Regions from separate parts of the Zea mays genome. Here region 1 is linked to region 2. The links are chromatin contacts, called in public Hi-C maps. All regions are on one chromosome and are shown on one strand. The core of a region is the stretch at or near the end of the contact, and the rest is flanking DNA. Distances in the headings are between cores, read along the strand shown.

Region 1 (7,523 bases), core at 504-3,003, 300 kb after region 2:
TTTGGCGCCTGACAGAGGGGCCATGCCTGGATAATGAATTTCTCACAGCAGATGATGCCTTCATTATCCCAAGCCAATTTTCTTTTGGAAATTATGAGTCGTAGATCAAAAACATTTTTTTTAATCTATCTGCATGATTAAGCATCTCTAGCTTTTATAAATCAGGTGACAAGGTATGGTAATCAATTTTTTTTCAAGGAATGGTAATGCATCAAGTGTTTAATCATTCAACCCCTATCACCTAATGCATCATATAAGTGATAAAATTTTGTAAATACAAGGAAGGTGGCAAATGCACCGGGGCTTGCCTTTTTGCAGGAGAAGATCCAAAACCCTTCAATCACGACAATTAGTTAGATGGAACTCCACCACTAGATCAACAGTACTTGGGGCAGGCTTCTTCTTCAATGCCACTTCTTCTAGGTGTTCTACAAGTCAATTACAAATACATGGATGCTTATGTAATGATATGAAATGCAAACTCTCACAAAGGAGAGGTGGGGAACATAAACACCTCTAACTAAGCACGTGACAAGCTTATCTATACTTATACCTAACTTAACATTTGATCTAAATGCCTAAACTGAATTTAGTTGGACAAACCAGAGGACTAAACATGCTAAGGTTCACTAAATTTTGCTACCCAACACTTTATAGGTTCTAACCCCGCTACAACATATATTAACACTACTTGTCTAGGTTTTTTTTATTTCTTCTTTTAGCTATTTCAAGGTTCTCTAGGCAAACCAACTCCAAATACATTAAAACTTATACTCGGCACTATTTTAGACATATTAAACCTATCCACAAAGTTTCAGTATTTTTGGAGCTATATTTTTATTTCTATAACTAAAATAAGCGTTAGTAAGTTAATTTTAATTAAGACCTAAACATAAAAGTTGTTCAAGCCTAATGAATTTTTTGATCAGATAGTACTCATCTTGGTGAACTCAACAAAATTGGTTTTACATATTTAGCATTTTTCTGTAATTTTCTATGTCATTTTCTAGGTCCCCACTATAATCTGAAATTGGAAAATAAAATACAAAACCTTCGGCCAACTCTTACCTGGCACATGAGCAAAGACGGCAGGAAGGCGACGACATGGGCGCCTATGCAGCAGAGCGACGATGTGATGCCTCGAATCTAGGACGAGGTTGTGGCGGCGCTTGGAATCAGGGTTGGCGCGAGGAGCGCAACTAGCTGGAGCCGAGCGTGATGGTAGACGATGGCTGGGCTGCGGCGAACACGGTTTGGAGGCGAGGTAAATCTCACGGTGGCGGGGTTGAGCGTAAGCCCGGCGAACTCCGGCGAGGAGAGGAACAGTAATGATGGTGAGAGCGCTGAGCACGGAGTCGAGCGATGGAGAAAAAGTGTCGGTGTAGCGGGAGACACGACTGGCGCTGTCGACGAGAAGAACGGTGAGTAGGACCTTGAGCACAGCGTAGACAGTGGCCTGACGGACTGCAGGTCCGGTGAGCTGACGCAGAGGCGAACAGCTAAGCGATGGTGGTGAAGACCTAGGCGTCTTGATCACCAATGTAAGCATGGCACGGACGAGCGGAAGTAACGGCTGAAGATTATCTAGGAGATGTCCAGCGGCTTCCGTGGAGATATGGAAGAGAGAAAATATCACGAGACGGAGGAGTGTCCGGTAGTTTCCAGGCTGAACAAAGAGGCTACGTGGAGGGGATAAGGAGAGATTTGGTGTACACGAGAAGGCTTCCAGCCGAGCACTAATTGGATAAGAACAGGAGCATTCCAAGGATTTAATAAGAGAGGAGATATATACGACTTGGGTAAAAATAAATAGAGGGCTGAGCAGTGGATAGCAGTCAGCTGCTGACTCGAAATGACCCAAGGAAAACACACAACAGGCATGGAGATCCTTGCTTCACTCCTAGACTAAGCACCTGAACTGCACTTACACTGTTTGGCTGAACCCTCCCCTCTATCTCTCTTTAATCCCACGATTTCAAATGGTAACGAGGGATCAACCTTTGCTAATAAAATTTGCTCACCAAACAAAGCACTACAAACCTGTTGCAGCAACCCAAGACCTAAGGTTTACAGATCAAGAGCCGTAGCGCTCCAAAGTGGGATGAAAACACTGAAATTCCAATTCATCCAGCTGAAACGAGAACAGAACATCACATGGCTGACAGGGCATATTGAAGAGCATTTTACTCCCAGTTTTGCACAACACCAGGCCCAGTACTTCACATAAAACTTGTTCACCTTTCTCCGGTCTTTAACTTTTTTATATAGTCCTTAGCTTAAAACTCCATAGATTGATCACAAAGAGATCCCAAAGTTGCTCCAAAATATGAGTTCTGCAGTGCCAATTCAGCACTAAGTCTGAAATCTGGAGTCTGACAACATGTTTTTGGACACCATTTTCTCCCATTTGTAGGCAAGTTCAGGGGGATCCACCTTAATGAAAATTACTCACCACACTACCCTCTAACAATTTTTTATAGAAAGTACATGCCATAACATCATGGATCAGTCACAACAAAGCTCTGAAGTTGGGTGAATAATGCTGAAACTGCACTACAACTTCTGAATCAAAGTCCAGAAATCACAAGTCTGACAGCTCCAATTTGGACCACCTTTTCTCCAAGTTCCAAGTAGCTTTAGGGGTATGATCTTTGACCAAACTTCCACACCAACATATGGTATTCAAACTTGCTACAGGAATTGCAGTCCAAAACCATATAGATCAATCACCACAAAGCTCCAAAGTTGAGCCAGACACACTGAAATTCAGACTTGGATAATTACACCAAGTCTGAAATCCAAACCTGTCAGCCCATCTTTTGACCAATTTTTCACATATTTTCATGTGGTTTTAGGGCTAACATACTCAATAAAAGTGGGTCTCCTATAACTACTCTACAAGTTTTCTACAGCAACCTTTCTCAAAACACTCATGGATTAGAAACTGCAGGCGTCCAAAAACAGGTAAACAAAGCTGTTTTGAGCCGAACCAAAAACTGAACCAAATCTGAATTCTGCAACTACTCCAAATTTTTCTTCAAAACTTGAAAATATCAACACATGAAAGTTGTCTGGTTCTGAAAACTCTATAACTTTGGTATATGGTCTCCTAGCAAATTCTTTCTAGATTTAAAATTCCACTTTTGGGCTACTTTAGTGTTTCATTTGAGATTTTGGACCTACTAAAATGCATTCTAGGTGTATCAAGCAAAATGATGCTGATGCATATGATGTCATGTCAATGTTTTAGTTCTCGTAATACCAGGGGTGTTACAGCGGCTCATGTCTAGGGTTTGGCGAACCCTAGGCCACAGGTCGTGACATCCTTGCACATAGTTAACGAAATCATGGGGGGGTGGACATCGCTGCGGGAAAAAAATTAGGTCGTCGTTGATTCGTGTTCGTACCGATGCTTATCAGCCATGGTGTGGCGGTGATGTCTCACGTGTGCGTACTGGTCGCTTGTACGTCCTCCTCCGACGAATCCGTTCACCGAAGACTCACCAATTCCTCGCCGGAGTTTCGACTTGCCACTAAACCGTCGCACACCGTGGATAGCAATGTCCGTGCTGTTGCACAGGTAACAACCTACCCTACTAGACCTGCCATGTTCTCCTCTCCATATAGCGCTTTTTGGATTTGAATTTGAAGCTCAGAGCATGGGGGTCGAGTACACCGGCGAGATCTTAGGGTGGCGCGCTGTTCCTCGCCACGCCGACTGTCGCTGTAAAGAAAAAGCCGCTTGGACCATTGATCCGAGTTTGGGCGACTAGGATTAGTTGGGGATACCGCTTCGCTCGGGCGTGATCTGGAGCATTGATCTCCCATCGGGCAGTCGGCAGGTATCGTGTGTCTCATTAAATGAGTGCCGCTGGATTGGGATCTGATGGAGTGTTTACCGCTTTTGTTATTGGGTCAATCTAATCCTGACCGTAGAGATAGATCGGATGGTTCAGAATCTGGGATACCTCTTCCGCCGCGACCAATTGTAAAAGAGCCCTTTGACTTTGACAAAATCAACCCGCTGTCCTAACACATATACGAATCAACGCAAACCAGTCCTGGATTTTACAAACCTAACCCTAGACTTCTTAAATATTGAAGCCATCGTCCAGGTTCAGGGTATATAATAAATAAAGAAAAGGATTTTTAAAGTATAAAATATCCTTAAACCTTAGATAATCCATAACTTGTATGTTTTAACTCTGATTTAGTTCGTTTCAGTTGTGTTAGCTTCATAATAAAATTATCTATGCGACAACAAACATTATTTGACCATATTACATACTTTCAAAATTGGATATTTATTTAATGTGTGATTAGTGGATTAACCATCCTAGTTAGAGTAAACCTTCTTATAATGATAACATTGATCAAAATATGACCTCTAATCAGGTTATGGCTTAAATTAATGTTGAATTTGTTATTTCTTTAGACTACCTAAGCCTCATGATTTATAAAATCGACATAAGACCTAGTGTGATTGCTTAATAACGTAGGTCTTTCGAAAACCATAACTTCTTCATTTTAACTCTGATTTTAGTAATTCTTGAACCTACGATCTCGTAGCATCGCGTAGAATATTTTTACGTTGTTTTTCTCATGATTGGTGAAATGTTATTTTTAGGTGATCCTTGTATGTTTGTATGTATTGCTTCGAATAGTGGTAAGGTCACGAGAATCTGGAGACCAACTTGGTACCTGAGAATCTCGAGTTTAAGGCAAGTTGTGTCCTTGATCACTTTTCTTTACCTAAAAATGTTCATGTTAATCACTTTTACATTTTCACGTTAATTTAACGGGACCCAATAGGTTTCCTTAGCATTGTTTATCCCCTACCTTGCAAACAAAAGCAATATTGTGTAGTTTTGCTATTGCTCTACCTGGTTTTGGTAAATTAATGTTATATTATGATCATGATCCAGTTATATTGTTGTTTTAATTATTGTTCATGACAAGATCATTGTGTTAATTGTAACATGGAGAACCACCCAGGAAAACAGTGCTACCATAAGGATGGTATGGGAGGCCATTGGCTGACTAATTAGGAAAGCTAGCTAGTGGAAGACTACCTTACCCAAAAGGGGCAAGGGCGGTAGAGGAGCTGTGTATAGGGAGGTTCTTGGGTCGATCATGCTGCGATGGCTTTTCGGACGAGGGATTCCTATATTTCCTTTCACAGAAACCGTAGCGGGTTTTCGGAAGCTAGTGGAACTTTGTAAAGGCCTCGTAGTGGTACCCTGCCTCGTCTCCTCGGCAGAGATGAATGGGAAGTCGCGATCCCTTGGCAAATGGGTAACACGACTTGTGGGTAAAGATACCGAAAGGGAAATGGGCTTGATCAGTTCCTATAAACAATTTTGGTGTTTGATACCCATCACAAACCACGTGGACTAACTAGTTTGTCTAGATGTCATTTATCTCAGGTGCACAAGGTTCAACACAAACCAAGAAAGAAATTAAGTTGGGGACTCAAATAAATTTGGAGCAAGACTTGAGAGTTTGCTGAAAATGGCGCGTCGGACAGTGTCCGGTGCACCAGGCCGAGTAGCACTCCAACCAGCCACTCTCGGGTTTCTCTAGGGCGTGTTCTGCTATAATTCATCAGACTATCCGGTGTGCACCGGACATGTCCGGTGAGCCAACAGAGTAACGGCTACCTGGTGCCAACAGTCGTCTGCCAAAAGTGAACAATGGTGAACAGTGCGCGGCAGAACTCAGAGCAGAGAAGTCAGAGCACACCGGACATGTCTGGTGTGGCACTGGACTATCCGGTGCAACTACAGGACAAGGGTTCCAACAGTCGACTACTCCAAACCCTAATGGGCGTGCTGACGTGGCACGCACCGGATAGTGAACAGTACATGTCTGGTGCGCCAGCGGACTGTCCGGTGTGCCCATCGCCAGCAAAACCAGCCAACGACTAGGAAGCGGTTGGAGTCTGAAAATACCCCCCAACCACCTCCTTCAATGGCATCCAACTTTTCTGAAGTTCCTATTCAATACAAGAGCAAAGCCAAACACTCCAAGACACATTCAAAGCATCAATCCACTCCAAGCTCCCAAAATCAACTCTAGTGCCTAGAGACTTGTGAGAGGATTATTTGTGTTCTTTTGTTGCTCTTGTCACTTAGATTGCTTTCTCCTTCCCCATTCTTATTTTCATAAGTGCTTTGTAAAGCTAGCAAGAGACATCTAAGTGTGTGGTGGTCCTTGCGGGGTCTTAGTGACCCAAGTGATTAAGGAGAAAGCTCATCCGGTCTAAGTAACCGTTTGAGAGAGGGAAAGGGTTGGAATAGACCCGGCCTTTGTGTCCTCCTCAACGGGGACTAGGTTATTTGGAACCGAACCTCGGTAAAACAAATCACCGGGTTCACTTGCATTGATCTTCGCTTGATTTGTTTCCCTCTTTCCTCTCTCTAAAGTTTCCTTGCTAATATTGATTTGAGTTTGCTCCCAAACGTCATCCGCTTTAATTGAGCAACTCATAGCAAGAGAAACAATCTTCCGCACTCGAATTTAATTCAAACGCTAACCCCGGCCTTAGTGCAAGTTTAAGTTTATAAATTTCAGGATTCGCCTATTCACCCCCTCTAGGCGACAATCAATTGGTATCGGAGCCAGTGCTTCATTAAGAATCTAACAAACTCAAACTGATGTCTGGAGATCACGCCAAGAGGGAGATCGTCACCAGCGACAAGGCCATAGGCTCGGGAAGGACTCTGTCAAGGGAGTATGGCGACAAGTACAAGGAGGAATCCTCTTCCTCCATCAAGTCACTTAGGAGGGGTGACAAGAAGAAGAAGAAAATGAAGAAGGTGGTTGTTGGGGACTTGTCCTTAAATGCTATAAATTAAGAACAAGGCAACACAGAAATTGTTAAACGTTAAAGTCCTTCGTCCTTCGAAGCATTATTTCCCTTGGGATATAATGAATTTCGGACGAAGGTTATGAAGGACATACCTTCATCAGTACAACAAATAATGAAGAAGGATTCACATAAAGTATGAGAAATAACATAAGCACTTAAATATTATTATTACCTCATTTCTATTTTATTATTATGGAAAAATAGAAATGATAACAAATTACAGATGTACCTTCGGCTTGAAAGAAAGCAAAAGTACAAGCGTGACGCAAAATCAAATGCCAAGTCAGCGTGAACAGTACGGGAACACTGTTCATCTATTTATAGGCATGGTACGCAGCCCATGTAAAATTACATACATGCCCTTTACATTTGCTAATGACTCTATTGTAATTCATCGAGGTCTAAATAGCCTTTTCATCTTTAAGTCGGTTTCCTTTTCTGCTATCATGCCGAAGCTCCCCTGCGCATAGCTTCGGCTCTGCGCCATCCTTCGTATTCCTTGTACTTCTTCACACTATGATTTTGATCCAAGTCCGAAGGTACCTGTTCATGTATTACACTCCAGAAACATTGTTAAATCGCGTTTTTGAGGATCTTCGGAAGCCGAAGGCCCCCAACAGTAGCCCCTCGCAATATTAATTTGTTAGGATTA
Region 2 (6,621 bases), core at 3,521-6,020:
GTGCAACCAGCCTTCATAAAAGCTACAGTTGTGCCGCGAGAAGCCAGCAGGGCACAGAAGTCACCATGCACAGCTATAACTTTGTCAAGCGCCTCAACTTCGCTCTCAATATGTTCGAAGGTGCTTGGCAGGTCTTCAACCATAGGTTCAAATTTTTCAGAGATGGCTCCCACTGAGTTGAAGACCTGTCTCAGCAGCTGCACGCACCGGTTGTCGAAGTTCAAGCATTTGTTTTGAAGCTCTTTTAAGGAATTTTGCATATTCGAACTTTTCTCAACTTCTGCTTCAAGGTTCGCATCAAAATTCTTCTTTTCTTGCTCGAAGCTTTCTAATTTTCAGAGGAGTTCATCGTTTAATTTAGCAACTTTGGCTTGGGCTTCTACCAATGAACCCTCCATTGTCTGAAGAAGAAAGTCTTTCCTTTCTAGAGAGGCTTCTTGATCTTTGATTTTCTTTTCCAAGCCCTCGATTATAATCTCATTCTTTTTATCTTCAAGATCTTGCTGCATCCTCAGCGCTTTGCTTAGTAGCATACTCTGTACAAAATAGCCTTCACCAGAAATTTTTTGTTTTATAATAAAAAAATAAAAGATGAGGAAAAAAAGCTTTACCTTAAAGTTGGAGTAGAATAAGTTGCCGACGATATGCTGTCGTCGGTAGCTGCTGATGTCAGCTTCAGGTTTCGAAAAACCAACACTCTTCGATAGAGTGCTGATAATATTCACCCCAGTATGGTCTCGAATACATCCTAAGGCTTCTTCATTAATTCCGCCAAAGAGCATGGCTCCTGGCTGGTAGCCACAGGATATAGCATACTCCTGCATCTCCTCCTTCTCAGCCTCGGACAATTCTTGACCAACTAGGTTCTGAAAACTGAAGCCTTGTCCTTCCGAACTGTCTTCGGCAATTTCTTTCCCTTTCTCAGGCATTACGGCCAGGACTTCTTCTACAGCCGCAACAGTCTCCTCTGCGGCCAAATCCAAGAGCACTTTATCAATAGCATATAATGTACTCTCCAGATTGGTAGCTTCGGCAGTTGCAGCTTCGGCAGAAGCAGCAACTTCGGCAGCTGGTGTCATTTTTGATGATGAGGCTGGCGGTGGCGTTTCCTCAATGGCTTGCATAACAGTAACAATTCTTTGCTTTTTTGGACCAATCGCCTTTTTCTCTGCCGAAGGCTCGTCCTTCTTCTGTAAAAGCTTCGTTAGTTTCGGCCTTAGAGGACATAGCAGCTTGACAGGTAAGGATTCGGTCATTACCTTTAAAATTTCTTCTACTTCGGCAGCAGAAAGCGTCGAAGGAGCGTCCTCTTCTATCTCAGCCATCTTCGGCTCTGGAGTTGCAGTTTTTCTCTTCTTCAAAGTCACCACCTTTGGCTCAGGACTGGATTTTCTCCTTTTTAGAGTCTTTTCGTCCTCTTTCACCATCCTAGCAGCCTGTCTGCTCAGAACACTGACAACCCTTTTTCTCTTTGTCCCTTCGGCACCTTTGCTTAGTCGTTCATAATCAGGGTATTCAAAGTTTAAAGCGTCCATTACCCGATTCAACCTTCGTTTTGGTCAGGTGCCGAAGGCTACAGTCATTAGTTGATCTTCTTTTTGGTATAATTGCCCAAAATTTCGTTGCACATAGTCTCAATCATCTCTAGCCACTCTTGGCAAGGCTCTTTGAATTGTTTCTCAAACTTGAAGTGATGGGGCAATCGAACAAGTTCATTCTTCTTCTTTGTTCCTTTCAGCTTCGGCATACTCCATTCACTCAATATTGGAGATACCCTATTCACCAAGTATTCTTGCACTAGATCTCTGGTGCTGATATGTTCAGCCACCACTCTGAATTCTGCTACGGCTAGTTGGCATGGTGACCCTGGCTTCATGTTGCACAAGGGTCTGGTCATCCCGAAGGTTAAACTCAGTGGGCTCATGACCATCGTCTTCAACTTCTCCCTCTTCTTCTCATCGGCCTTGATATAAAACCACTCACTCTTCCATCCAGTTGGCCACTTGGTGCGATAACTGAGGACCGAAGCCTTTGTATCCTTGCGATACGCGAAGTTATAACAACCAAAATTTTCATGCAGTCCGTCTTCTCTGGCCTTTGTTTGGTAATGCAGCTCATGCACTCGGCAAAAGCTTCAGCATTTGGGTCCATCCCTTGGCTTCGAAGGACCCAGATGAAAATGCTGAGCCTAACGATGGCGTTAGGGGTCAGCTGATGAAGAAAGATTTCATAATTTTTCAAGACTTCTCCAATCATCTCATTCAACGGAAACCGTAATCCTGCTCTGAAAAAGCTCTTGAAAACTACCACTTCATCATATTTCGGTGTCAGAGTGGTTTCTTCCCCGGCAAAACGAATAAGCTTCTTCTCAACTTCTCCGAAGTAGCCCAGTTTTATCATCATGGGCACGTCGGCTTCAGACACGGTAGATTTCTCAAAATCCAGGTGGCTGGGTTTTGATGGGATCAAAATTCTAAAATCTTCTCCTTCATCATCAGCATTTTATTCTTCTTCAATATCAGCTTGCTCAGCCTCGGCACCAGAAGTACCTTCGTCAACGGCTCCCTCCGTCACAACTAATCTCGATTGTCTCATGACTTCGGAGATTGGAGCTGTTTCAGTGGTTTCAGTCTCCTCTCCTTCACGGGTCACCCTCGCAGTCGAGCATACTCTGGTCATCTGATGATGAATCTTTTGTAGTTTTTACGAAGCTGATGTTTTTTTATAGTTTTTTGACGAAGCTAATTCAAAATGATGGTTTGCTCGAGAATGCATGAAAAAGCTTCGGCTATAGTTAAATTTTTCAACAGCACAACAGTGCAATGGCAATGAATGTGGTGGTAACTTCACACATTCCCTTCTGTTTATATAGTGCTGCAGGTGGGAAGGTGAATCGCCAAGTCGCCCGTACCCACTGAACAGTTACCCGCACCCGCTGAACGATGGACCACTCGGCGCTTGGGAAGTGAATCGCCAGATTGTTTGTACCCGCCACATGGTGGGCCACCTCGCGCCCAAAATATTTTAATCGTTTCTCGGCAACGAGCTCAGGGAAGGTGTTTTTCGGACCTTCGGCATTCCGAAGCCTTGGAGATTTTTCACGGATCAAGCTCGTTACGAAAAACGATCTAGCACCGCAAAGGGGCTACTGTTGGAGGCCTGCTTTGTCGTCGAAGGTCCTCTAAGCACAAACAACTTCGGAAGATCAGCATATAAGCAAACACAGTGCGAAGGCATACGCCGAAGCTACGATCTAGTGAGCTTCGGCATAGTGACATGCCTTGAGCCGAAGGGCAGCACCGACTTAAAGAGAAAAAGACTAATCAGTCTATGATAATTCGTGTCATGATTGTAACTATTTATTGAGGACATAAATGTAATTTTGACTGGGTTGCGTCCCGTGCCTATAAATAGGTGAACAGTACCCCCGTACTGTTCACGCTGACTTGTACTCGCTCGTGCATCACGCTTGGACTTTTACCTTCTATCAAGCCAAAGGTACAAATGTAAATCAATATTGCTCTTGTTCATTCATGATGATATAATAACGAGATACTGATAATGTGATATGATTATTCATCTTATCTCTCATATCTCATATGTTTCTTCTTTCATTAACATATATTATGATGATGAAGGTACGCCCGTCATGACCTGCGTCTGAAGATCATTATATCCTAAGGAAAATAATGCTTCAAATGACGAAGGGCATTAACCTTTAACATTTTGTGTTGTTTTATTCTTAACTCATATTATTTGAGAACAAATCCACAACACGAGAGCACCCAATTAGCCCTCTTGAGAAGTCAGCTGCTGCACTGTACACTGGAGTACCCACCTTTTGTTTCCTCCGAACTGCACTGGGATTCAGTCGTCCTTTTGCCGTCTCGCGAAATGCTCGGTTTCAATTCGAAAGCTTGAGAACGGTTTGAACACCGGCGCGCGCGCGCGAGCGGCGAGCAGCGACCTTTTTGCACGCCGGCAGGACGACGAGCGTGGAAGGCGCCCAATCAATCGCTCGATCCTTTACCCTTTGCAAAGACAATCATCACCCAATCAGGCTTCGTGACTATCTCTAGTCTCTACTATGCATTCTTATGCTCGTATTCAAACTCCAGCAGTCTGTTTTAGATAAACTATAGATAGACGGCTATATACGGTCTAGATCTTATATAGTCACCTAAAACACTGTTTAGCACTTTAACCTGTATTATTCGTAGAATAGAGTTTAAATATGATTATGTGATGGTTAAGGTGCTAGAGATAGCCTGATTGCACAAGAGTAGCAGTGCTGCCGGGCCACTTATCACCGCCTTCTTCTTCTTGACTTCAGCGATCGGTGTGGTCTGTCCAGTGTCCATGCAGCTGGAGAGAATTCTTGCTGTACCAGTCAAATAATTAAGGTGCAGTAGTGTACTAACCGTGGGGTTGAGATATATGTTTGGTCTGAAACTTTATTTTCTTTTGGTTGGCGAATGAATCGAAGTCAGCAACATGGACGACCGACGACGTGCACTCAAAGTTGGAGACACTACAATTACAAGCAGCATGCATGCAGTGCTACAGCAGAATTGAATATAATGGAATCGTCGATTCATCTCTCTAATGGCTATCCTTCCTTCCTTCTTTTGTTGGCCTGATCTGAATAATGGATAGCTCTGGATTCCTGGAAAAGTGTGTGTGTGCGTGCCGCCAAAAGAAAGCCCATCCTGCATGCATCGTGGTCGTGGACCACTGAATTCGAAAACCAGAACCACCATTCATGCCAAAAAGGAGAAGAAGAAAACGACGACGAAGAAGAAGAACGATGACAACGAAAGCACGTGGAAAAGACCGAGGAGAGAGAGAGGGAGGAGAACCGATGCAAGATTAAAGGGGGGTAGTAGTAGGTTAAAAGGAGGAGGAAAAAAAGAGAGGAAAAGATGCAGAGCATAGCATGAAGGTTGGTTTAGTTTTTATGCTGTCTGCTCGAGCGAGCTGAGCTTTACGCTTCTCTCCCGCCGCTTTTTCATGGGGACAAGTGCAACTAACCGCCTTTTTTTTTATCTCGAGGCCTCACTTAGCTAGCTTTGTCCACCTCCGTCGTCGTCGTCCCTCTGGGCAGGGCCGGGCGACGGATCAGAGACGATCGTGTGCATGTTTGTTGGGCATTTCAAATTCCGCCCCGGTGATCGATGGACACTAGCAAAATACACAGTGGAATTGTTTAGCTCTCGGAACGCTTTTGCATGTCCAGTAGTAACAGGGCTAACAGCCATCAGAGCACGATCGAAGCTGGCTGCAGTGTGCATGGACCGCCATGATGTACAAAGACGACGTACCATGCGTCAACGTATATATGTATCGACATCGTGCACGCGTACTAGCTACACCGTTCACGTACGATGGAGCAGCCCGCCGGTGGGTCGACGACACGACGTCTCGTCGTCCCTGTGCTGTTGGCTGAATTGAACGTACGTACGTAGGACTCCGTACGTACTAGTTAGCTAGACCACCGGCCGGACACAACAGTGTATGTATGGTGCGTCGGTCGACGTCGTCGTCAGTGTGGGCGCCAGCATACATCTTCTTGCATTGTGTACTGCATCAGTTGCAGCAGCTAGTTAGCGACGCGTACGTACGCGTACGACGCACGATATGATGTGGTGGCAGGGCCACGCACTGCCAGTGATGATCGCCATTCCCTAACCACCGGGCCCCTCTCGACCTCGATCTCTAGCTACCTGCTTGCTAAGCTAGCTATATATACTTACGTACATACACGACGAAAGAGACGGTACAGCTACCGTATAGACACGTACATGCTAGCTAGCTCCTTGGATCGACACGACGACCACCGCCCGGCGCATATTCAGCTTGCCTTCCTTTGATTTCTACGCGGGGCTAGGCTACGAAGGAGACGATACTACTACGACAGTGCCGAAGGAAGAACCAGCAGTCCGTGCGTGCGTGACGACGGATCGTTTTCCGTACGGACACGATCGACGAAGGTCCGTGCACCGTACACTACGAGACGACGTCGGCGTTCGTTGGTGGTGGTAGCTAGGTACGTGGTGCATCGTGCATGTATGCAGGTATCATCGATCGCAACACCTAGCCAGCTCTCTGCATGCAGCTCACCTGCCGGTGCTACCGATCCAAGTACATTAGACAGCACACGTACACACGTAACGTAACGTGGATTGACCAGCAGCCAGTAGGAGTGGAGTGGCACTGGCATCACACACCTACGTATCTAGCTAACTGGCTAACCGAAACGGCGTACCCGGATGACGCCACATGACATAAACTAAGCACAGCTACTACCTCTAATATGTGTATCACGTACTACTACTTGTTAGTGACACCGTTTATGACTCTTAATTGTATGCATGCTGAATAATGGACGAGAGAAAGATAGTGTGAATGACCTCTTTGAAGGGTAGCGAGCTAAGCTGGTCCTTAGCTTTTGGGCCAGTGCTGGTGCAATTAAGCAAACATACAGTAGATCGAGCTCTTAAGAACTAGCCACACTCCAACAGTCCAACTGACAAAACGGAACAAATATGCATGGCTCTATGCATCTGTTAAATCATGTTGTGTGTGCATGTTTGTGATAGATGTGCACACGGGCGTGGCGAG

What was found. Hi-C and Micro-C count contacts between places; a contact is called where the count stands out from the background.
Region 1: a Hi-C map of leaf shows a contact between it and region 2, with 6 times the contacts expected there. The contact joins the promoter of LOC103650494 here to the enhancer-like site in region 2. A contact is called at or near these places in 7 of 25 Hi-C or Micro-C datasets (bundle sheath, ear, leaf and 2 more).

Annotation. Positions count from the first base shown.
Region 1 is chr3:124,168,127-124,175,649 of Zm-B73-REFERENCE-NAM-5.0, forward strand. LOC103650494 reads right to left here and starts at 1,754. Exons shown (of 2, transcript XM_020551121.3): 1 at 1,069-1,754; 2 at 1-428. The coding sequence starts at 1,549. The coding sequence ends at 337.
Region 2 is chr3:123,866,746-123,873,366 of Zm-B73-REFERENCE-NAM-5.0, forward strand. No RefSeq gene overlaps it. Among protein-coding and RNA genes, the nearest start is that of LOC103650493, 22 kb to the right of the region's middle. Within about 2 kb of position 4,771, at least 8 of the 20 cell types and tissues checked have an H3K27ac peak or open chromatin away from gene starts, as enhancers often do. A contact at or near this core is called in bundle sheath and leaf, where this site is marked.